2 separate regions of the Hordeum vulgare genome follow, and region 1 is linked to region 2. A link is a contact called in public Hi-C data. All regions are on one chromosome and are shown on one strand. Each heading gives the region's core, a stretch centred on a gene start, on an enhancer-like site or on the middle of the called end of the contact. The rest is flanking DNA. Distances are from core to core; before and after follow the strand shown.

Evidence for each region. A called contact is a pair of places that touch in the nucleus more often than the background predicts.
Region 1: a Hi-C map of leaf shows a contact between it and region 2, with 4 times the contacts expected there. The contact joins the promoter of LOC123425475 here to the promoter of LOC123425474 in region 2. A contact is called at or near these places in 5 of 6 Hi-C or Micro-C datasets (leaf and seedling) and 1 of 1 datasets of contacts at active chromatin or transcription factors (embryo).

What each region holds. Positions count from the first base shown.
Region 1 is chr2H:120,985,931-120,990,602 of MorexV3_pseudomolecules_assembly, reverse strand. It overlaps LOC123425475 (aspartic proteinase 36-like), which reads right to left and starts at 2,452. Exons shown (of 12, transcript XM_045109178.1): 1 at 2,060-2,452; 2 at 1,839-1,959; 3 at 1-354. The coding sequence starts at 2,316.
Region 2 is chr2H:120,732,869-120,737,269 of MorexV3_pseudomolecules_assembly, reverse strand. LOC123425474 (indole-3-acetic acid-amido synthetase GH3.8) reads right to left here and starts at 1,564. Exons shown (of 2, transcript XM_045109176.1): 1 at 938-1,564; 2 at 1-811. The coding sequence starts at 1,404.

The DNA.
Region 1 (4,672 bases), core at 1,203-3,702, 250 kb before region 2:
ACCAATATCCATTCCACCATAGCACATAGAGAATGAATCACCTATGACACCCTTGTCAACAAGCTGATCCATTATGCTAAGTTGACCACGGCCCAACCCCATTATGCCATCAGCATGCTGGCTGAACAAATCTCCAGTTTCAGAATTTTCACAGCCAAAAACAGCACGCTGTGGCTTAAGTTCACTTTCTGTGCCAAACGACACAATGTCCTCACCAAGTACCCCGCTGCTGGAGCTCATTTCAGCATACTGCCTCTCATAAGTGCACTGGTTCTTATCACTATCACAAGTGCAATCAACATTACATTTTACTGGTGAATATGTACTGGAGAGATCAGGTTGAAACCTTGGATCCTACATCAAGCAAAACATCGGCATGCGTTAACTGTCTGGTAATCCAGAAGAATTTAAAACCATAAATAGTGGTGATCTCCTAGACCAGTAGAATGAAATATTTTCCTATACGGCATGATGCTTATCGCAGCATGCATATCTTCATGTATTTTGAATTATAAAAATAGGCCAAAAACAAAATCATCTCCACACCAGTACTACACGAATGTCTTCAACAATGTTTGGTGATTCAGTAAGCAAAACACAATATAGAATACTAAATGTGATGGTACAACAATGATGGCAATTGCTAAATCATGGTCCATCATTATATTGCTTCAGTTGCATCAAGATGGTTACCGCAAATCAAATTTATTTATGAATTTGGTTTGTTGAAACTATACAGACCAGTAACCAGCAGTAGTCATAAAGTCTTAACTCTTTTTGCCTCCAGTGTTCATATTTTTAACATGTTACTTTGACCACAAGATATTGGCAGTATAAGACTTCAAATGCCACATCTCGGTTTGTATATGTTTCTCTTTACATCCCACTTACTCCCCTTTATGTTAGCTGACATCTATGCATCTCACTTATGTCCCTTTACACTGGCTGACAATGACATTACCAATGGAATTTTCAAACTGCGAGTTATACAAGACGAGCAATAGATGCATCTTCTTGGATTTGGCTATAGAATGTAGTAAAAACTGAAAATATATGACAAGGACGGGAAGCATTTTGTTCCGCATTCAGATAATCAGCACAGATTATAAAAACAGCAATACTAGATCTAGAACTGGGAATGGGATTGGTATAGTAACTAAACAGGTAACAAGACAAAAAAAATGGTGCTACAAACACATTGGCATGACCAAGCAAAACACCTGCCAAATGCATTGTCTGCCAATTGTTGGCAAGGGAAATGGGACCAAGAACATAGAGAAATTTAAGAGGAGTTGGCTAACACTTATTTAGGACTAATTATACCAAAGCCACAAGGTTTGGCAATCCAATGGAGCAACTTTTTGCTGAAACAATGTCCACGAAACAAAAGCCAAGTTTTGTTGGCTATTACCAAGATAAGCATGGTATTCACTCAGGAATACCGAACACGGTGTTAATTTGAGTCATCAATGATTTACAGAAAGCATATAATTTAGTATGCCTCGGTTTTACTACTCACTGCAGGCTGAGGAGGTGTCCTTAGTCCACCTACAATCTAGTACTCTACTCACAGGACATAACTAAACTTGAATTTCCTGATCTATCGACAAATTACGTGCCGAGTTATGCGAACTAAGAACGCTAAATAACGATGCATGCAAAGTAGCATTACAAACATGTATTCAGCTGTGAAACCACATAATCAATTAGCTAGCTTCAATGGTTCACACCTAGAGTTTCAGGCGTGGGTACCAAAATGTCCATCCAAATTAATCTAATCATCGCACAAAGTTTCTGAGCTGGTAGCTGAGCACAGGAGCAGAGGAATCAGGGCCCACCTGGTGGTTGCCACACTGCTCGCAGGAGGCGCAGGGCACGTAGGTGACGGTGCTCCCGGAGTCGACGATCAGCGCGAACTCCTGCGGGGGCGTCCCGATGTGCAGCCGCGTCGTGTAATACCTATAACCAATACGAAGACAATCCGCGAGCCTCAGATCCAACGGAGCATCCAGCGAATTCGGCGGGAAGGAAACGAGGGAGGAATCCGAACTGTACAGACCCGTTGGTGAGGAGATCGTCGTGGAGGCGCATGCGGGCGCTGGGGCGGCCTCCTTCGGCGAGCCCTCTCCTGGACCTGGACGACGCGACCCGGCTCGCGTTGGGGTAGGAGAGCGTGAGCGGGAGCACCAGCGGCGGCCGCGAGGGGGCGGCTCGGTCGGGGGATCCAGCCGCGGCGGCGGCGACGGCGAGGAGGAAGAGGGCCAGGGCGAGGGCTGGCAGCGAGCCGAGCGGACGACGCCAGCCGCGGCTCGCCATGGTCGGTCGCGCCGCGCGAGGAATGGGGGAGGGTCGAGGTCGTTGTGCCGAGGGGGGGCGGGCGGGCGACGAGGCCCGGGCCGAGGCCGAGGCGACGACTTGTTAGAGGAAGGGGGAGGGGCAATGTCGGAAATTCGCGGTTTACGCGAGCCGCCCGGGTCGGATAATATTCGTTAACGCCTACCAATGGAGAATGCATCGCAGGGCCCACAGGCCAGTGGAGGAAAATGGCCCGTGGTCCTGCCTGACGGCTGGGGTACGTGCACCTGGGGCCCCTCGGACGGGGGCTCTGGCATGCGACTGGATAAAGATTCGTAGCTGTGTATTTTTCCAGTGAGATTGGAGTGTGGAAGGGGAACGGGAGGAGCTGACAAGTGACAAGGGGAAGAACGGGAAGAACTTGTTGTACTCCCTCCATTTACTTATAAGTCACTATGAATTTATTTATTTTATTTATATAAGGCCACCAACAATAATCAAGACAAACATTAATGACTTTTCTCGTACTAACAACTTATTTAATTCTACATGCATGTAGTTATAATAATAATTAGTTACTTTCTCCACTCAGTTTGCTTGCATGCATGCACTATATTAATGATTAATGATCATAATAAATAAAAACAAAAGCTATCTTTAAAATTTTGTACTTACCTAGGTACGTCTAATATAAGTTTGTGGCCTTGTATATAAAAATGGAGGAAATAACATTGATTTGGGATGCCTTGACATAACTGTAAATATTTTGGGCTCAAACCTTAGTTTCAGGTTGGATTTGCTATTGGACTATATTGGGTTGATTTAAATAGTCCGAGAATCTAAAGCAAACTAGTTTGGCTTGGGTTTGATCAACAATTGGATTGGATTGGTTTAATCTGGACACAAACCATTCGGTCTCAAATGATTTCAGTCCATGAACAAAATCCAGTCTCTCAACCAAATTTATAGGAAGACCAGCTACCATATGCACGTACGTACCTCGATCCATTCCATCCATCAAGCCGCTGAGCATGAGCGGCCTGTCCGGGATCCCGGCGGTGTACATCTAGTTGGTGAAGGAGCATTAGGGCCCGAGCAACATATTCGACGGCAAGCTGGCCTCACGTCTCTTTGCAGTTTCCAATCGTTGACGTGGGCGGTTTCGACACCTTCAACCAGGCCTTGCGCATGCGTGGTCGCCGTACGCGAGACCGCGGCTGACTGGGGCATCATGCACGCGGCAGGCAGTAGGCGTGGAGTCGCACACGGACGTCAACACACCAACTTCTCGTATCCACAGTTTGGAATTGTGGGTTGAATCCAAAAGGGGGAAATAGTTTGGATGGGTTTGGACGAAAATTCCAAATAATGGCATGGATCCTAGTTGTAAACTTTTTGGGTTGGATTGATTTGGAATAAAGACCTAGACTTGTTTAGTTTGGGTTGGATTCAATATGGGTTTGAAACTATTCACAAGTCTATGCCTTGGGCATCTTTAAGCTTGAACTTTCGTATCTCGTTCAATCCTCTCATATCTTGATTTCATCTAAGTCGCAAAAACTTCATCTGCACAAATTTTCAAAAAAAAAAACTCATGAGATCGGTTAGTACATATAAGAATAAATCAACGCTTCATGTACTGCCAACACAAGTTGCATAATAATTTTCAAATATTAGATATTGTATACTATAATCTTCACAATTTATATCTATCAATATAAGTCATGAAAACTCTACGGTAAGTATATACCAAAACTATGGCAGCAATCTGTCCAAACAGAGCAGTGGGTAGCAATTTGTTTAAAAAGTGTACTTCTATATCTTCAAAATTTATGAATTTTTGGGACATGATAAAGAACTTATATGACATTACTCTGTAAAAATTTCTGAAACTTTTCATGTTCCAGTAAAATCAAGAAAATTCTGCATTAAACATAGAAGTTTCTGTTTTTAAACAGAATCAAGCAAACAAGTATCCACACTATCTCAAAGATTTTACTTGAAACCTTACTGAAACTAGATGATGCCCCGCGCGTTGCTGTGGAAGCATTGCTAAAATACGGATAAATAATTGTTATAAAAATAAAAAACTAATGAAAAGCGAATGTAAGCTTAAAAACAATAAAATACAAAGCGTATAAAAAGAAAGTGAAAAATATAGTTAAAATGTAACTTTTAACAAAATATGGAGGATGAACTCTAATGCAAAAAACTACTTATGACTAATATGCACGGATGGATGATGTGGCACCATTGCATGCGTAGAGTAATAAAAGATGTTATTTATATCTTGCGTGCATACTTGCTTATATGTCATGGTTGCAAGACTAGAAAAATTAGATAGTGGGTTATAGCTATTTAGTAATAGAGGATAAAA
Region 2 (4,401 bases), core at 315-2,814:
CCGGTTCAGCCCGGCGTAGGTGGTGATCACCAGCTCGTACTCCCGCCCGGCCTCCACGCGCGCGAGGTCCACGAGGTTTCCCGCGTCCACGCACGACGCCGCGCCGGTCGCCTCGTCCACGGGGAGGAACTCGAAGTACCCCATGTTGGGCATGATGGTGTAGGACACCTCCGAAGGGTCGCAGAGCGGGCGGAGGTTGAGCCCGAAGTAGCACTCGGATGACGCGTACATGGTACACGCCATCGGCAGGTCGCCGCTGTAGTACTTGAGGGTGCCGATGTACTGCGCCATGGCGCCGGTGACGATGACGTCCAGGTATTTCGTGTTGGGCCAAATGCGCCTGACGATGCCGGCCCAGTCGCCCTTGCAGCACTCGTCCCGGACGAACTGGGCGAGCTCGGGGTCCGGCCGGAGGATGCCCGCCACCGCCTCGCGCACGGAAGCGTCGGTGACGCGCGGGGTGAGCGCGCCGGCCTCGATGTCGGCGGCCAGCTCCTCCCAGTTGAGCTGGAGGAAACGGATCGCGCGCAGGAGGCCGGAGGCGAACACGGCGCCGACGCGGAGCACCTCGTGGCGCTGGCACAGACCGCACACCATCTGAGCGTACATGCTCTCGAACGCGTCCGCGCAGAGGATGGCCGCCGTCGGGCTGGTGTAGTTGTGGTAGGGGTCGTAGGGGCGGTTCTTGAACTGCTCGCTCTTGTAGTAGCTGGTGAGCACTGGCCGCGCCGTGAGGCCGCTCGGGGTCTTGGTCTCCGACTTGACGAACAGGAAGTAGAGGCCCTTCCCCTTGTCAAGCCCGGACAGATATCTGCAAGAAACATTGGGTCGATCGATCGATCCATGGATCAATCAGCAGCTGTTCTCTCACTTTGGAGTTTGGACTGGAGAAATTGATTACTTGTTGATCGTGGAATGCCATCGAGTGCCAACTTACAGGTTCATGACCGGCATAAGGAGGCTGTAGAGGAGCTGGCGGCGGTCGAGCTCGTCCTTGATGGTGGGCATGAGCTTGCGCTCGCCGGCCGACGTGCCGGAGCTGGTGAGGAACTCGGAGACGGGGTGCGTGGACAGGATCGGCGACCGATCCCCGTTGACAATGCGCTGGATGTAGGGCTGCAGAGCGTCGTAGGACACGACCGGCACCTTGGCCCGGAAGGTGTCGCGGTCGGCGGCGCCGTCGAGGCCGCAGTTCTTGAGGTACTCCGTGTCGACGTTCCGGGCGAGGATCTCGGCCAGGACGCGCTCCTGCACGGAGTCGACGTTGCAGGTCATCTCGTCGATGAAGCGCAGCTTCTCGGCGTCCTTGGCTTTTGCTGCGGCCGCAGCCTCCGCCACCGGTGACGAGGCCGGGCTCCGCAGAGCCGCGCCGATCGCCCTCGACACATCAGTCATAGCCGCCATTTGCTGAATACGAGACACTAGGAGAAGCAGAGCAGGGAACGCGAGCTAGAGCTAGGTGAAGAATGCCGGCCGGATGCGTGGGAGGGAGGGGAGGGGAGGGAGGGACAGGAATGTTTGCTCGATCGACTGCTGTGTTGTGGTGGTACTAAGCCTGTGTCAGAACGGCTCGGCGTGGCCAGTTATTTATAGGGGAGAGCGGCGCGCGGATGAGGATGACGGAGCTCGGCGGCCGCGAAGGAGGACATGAGATGGCATACGTCAAGGAACTGTCTGTCCATGGCGGGGCAGCCAGGGCCCAGTGTCCCGTCCGGGGGTGGACATGCAGCCGGCAAGGACAGCGGCACGTACGCGGCTGCCGGCCCGACGGTAAAGGATACGAGTGCCAAAGTTGCCATTGTGTGCACGCATCGACCGCGACGCGCGCCATGTCTTGACGCATCTGATCTCCGTTCCATGCATGTAAGATGTAACAGGGGCAGCAGCGGTTATGCGACCGGCGTGGTGGTGGCGACGTGCATTGAACCGCAACCGATCGGGGCTCAGTGGTTGGGAGGGCGACTGCGACTGGACCGGCTCACCTCGCGACACGTCCTCGGAGCCGCGGCGCGATCGCCAACGGAAGAAGAAGAAGAAGAAAGAAAAATGGGGGGCTGCTCGCTCGCTCGCTCGCTCGCTAAATGTGCAGGATCCGGCTGGGGATCCGGTTCGCGTTAAAGGAAACTTCGAATCACCGGCCTGGCCGCCAATTTTTATTGCAACATGCAGCAGGGGGCTGACCGGCGGGTTTTTTATGCGCGCCACCGGATGGATGGCAGTGCCAGTGCGCGTCCGTCCGGCCGGCGGCTCGTGCGCGCAGGTGGTTTGTTGACGAGCGCCACCGCCCGCACCGCCCATGCGGTCGCCGGCCTGTGCATTATTGGACGAGGGAGGGAGGGAGCGCGGGCAGCAACTGGGCGGCTAGCCTACAGCGTGGAGCGGCGAGACCACCGGACCGACCGGACGTGCGAGGCGGGGCTGAGCTGGTGACCACGCGGGCGACACCGCGTCCCTGCGCGCGCTCCCGCCACACCAGAGCACGCGCCGGCCGAGACGGGCGTGAAAGTCCTCGCCCATTTTTGACCAGGCACGGGCACGGGTGTGGGGGGGTTGGTTTCTGGGTTTCAGCGTGCGGTGGTGCGCAGAGGCTGTGTGCCGGCAAGCGCCGGGAAGCTTCCGCTTTTGCTCGACAGGATGACGGGGGCAAAAGGTTTGGATTTTGTCTCACGTGAACCGGAGGAGGACAGCCAGCCATGTGTTGGAAAACCCTTTTTGTCCAAAGATGCGATGCGAATGCGATGCCATGCACGCCCGTGCTGGAATTCCCTGCGGCTACACTATTCTCTATTCTGACCGTGACAGTCACTTTGAAACGCTGCTTAATCAACTGTTAACTACTACTACTCCTTGATCGCTGTTAACTACAGGTAAGGTTGCGTGTTTTGCATGTGCGCTAGACTGTTTGGTAGTAGCTGACTTGCTGCTGTTGCTAGGCGTTGGTCTTTGGCCGGGCACAGTTGTTAATTATTGTTTTTTTTTTTGAACGTCAGTTGTTAATTATTGTTACAGGTGGGATCGTCCGTGGTGCGAGGTGCACAAACATATGTCCACATTGATTATGCCTGGGCATCGATCGATCCTGTGAAACGAAATGACGTTAGATTACCTGGCACGCACGGCGTTCCTATTGTCAAGTCAGGCAGCAGTTGTAGCTGACGAGTACTATGTCCCGTGTCTGTCAGCGTAACGATTTCAATGACCATGCACGCAAAATGGATGGACAGAGACGGCCGCGCGTATCTCCACTTCATTCAGAGCTTGACGTGGATGGCGTGGCCGGGACTATTGGCTAGCCGCACGGTTCGCGCGTGCTACATAGCTCGCTGGTAGGACAAGTTGTTGTCACGCACGCTCGAAATCTTCGTCGTACATGGTTTTTTGAAACGTGTGCAACTGTTGATCAAGGATGAGGGGGTACAACTCCCACTCTTAAAATAAGTCGTAGCCCTGCTATATTAATACAACGACTTTTTTTTATAACACACCCACTTTATAGATTATGGCATAATGTTCATACAAATAGATTTCCGGATGCATTCGGAAGACACACCACGCCAAACACGACACCCTAACTGATTACAAGATCTAGCCAACAAATATGCAGAAATATTTTGCTCTCGGCGCACATGAAATATAGAACAGGTACTGAAAGAAGTACTAATATGCTTGATGTCTTGAATCACAGGACCACAAATAGATCGATCCATGACCAACGAATTGATACGTTGAATCACTGTCAAACAATCTGAAGCGAGAACAACCTCGTGGATACCTTCATCCAAAGCAAATAGCAAGCCTCTCTTGATAGCAATTGCCTCTGCCAGCTCAGGATTGTAAATTTCAGGCACACCAATACCGTAGGAAACAATGCAAGCTCCCAAATGATCTCGCATCACTACACCTACCCCCATGCTCCTGGTATTGGAAAAGAGAGCAGTGTCAACATTTATCATCACTTTACCTACCGGTGGCGGAACCCAAGATGCTGTTGAAGAGGGTTCACGCCTATGGTTAGGTCTGTTAATGAACAAATGCTCCACAATCATGTCAACATATGCTTTGATTTTCAGAGCAAGACTAGACGGGTGCTGGTGAATATTTTCTTCTCTGAGTTTGTTACGAGCATCCCAAATATGCCAACATGTGACTGCTAAAACTGTAGCTGCAAGGTCATCACATCGGGCCAGGAAATCAAAAATCCATGATTTGCAATTTGTAAATCCATGCCGACAAAGATGCACATCGAAATAATCTTTAATATCAGACCAAATAGCTTGTGCATATGGGCAAAAAAGCAAAGCATGTTCAACACGCTCCTCAACAGAACAATGGACACAAACCTTAGATGCAGGAATATGTCTCCGGTGAAGCTGCATCCCAGATGGGAGGCAATCATGAGCA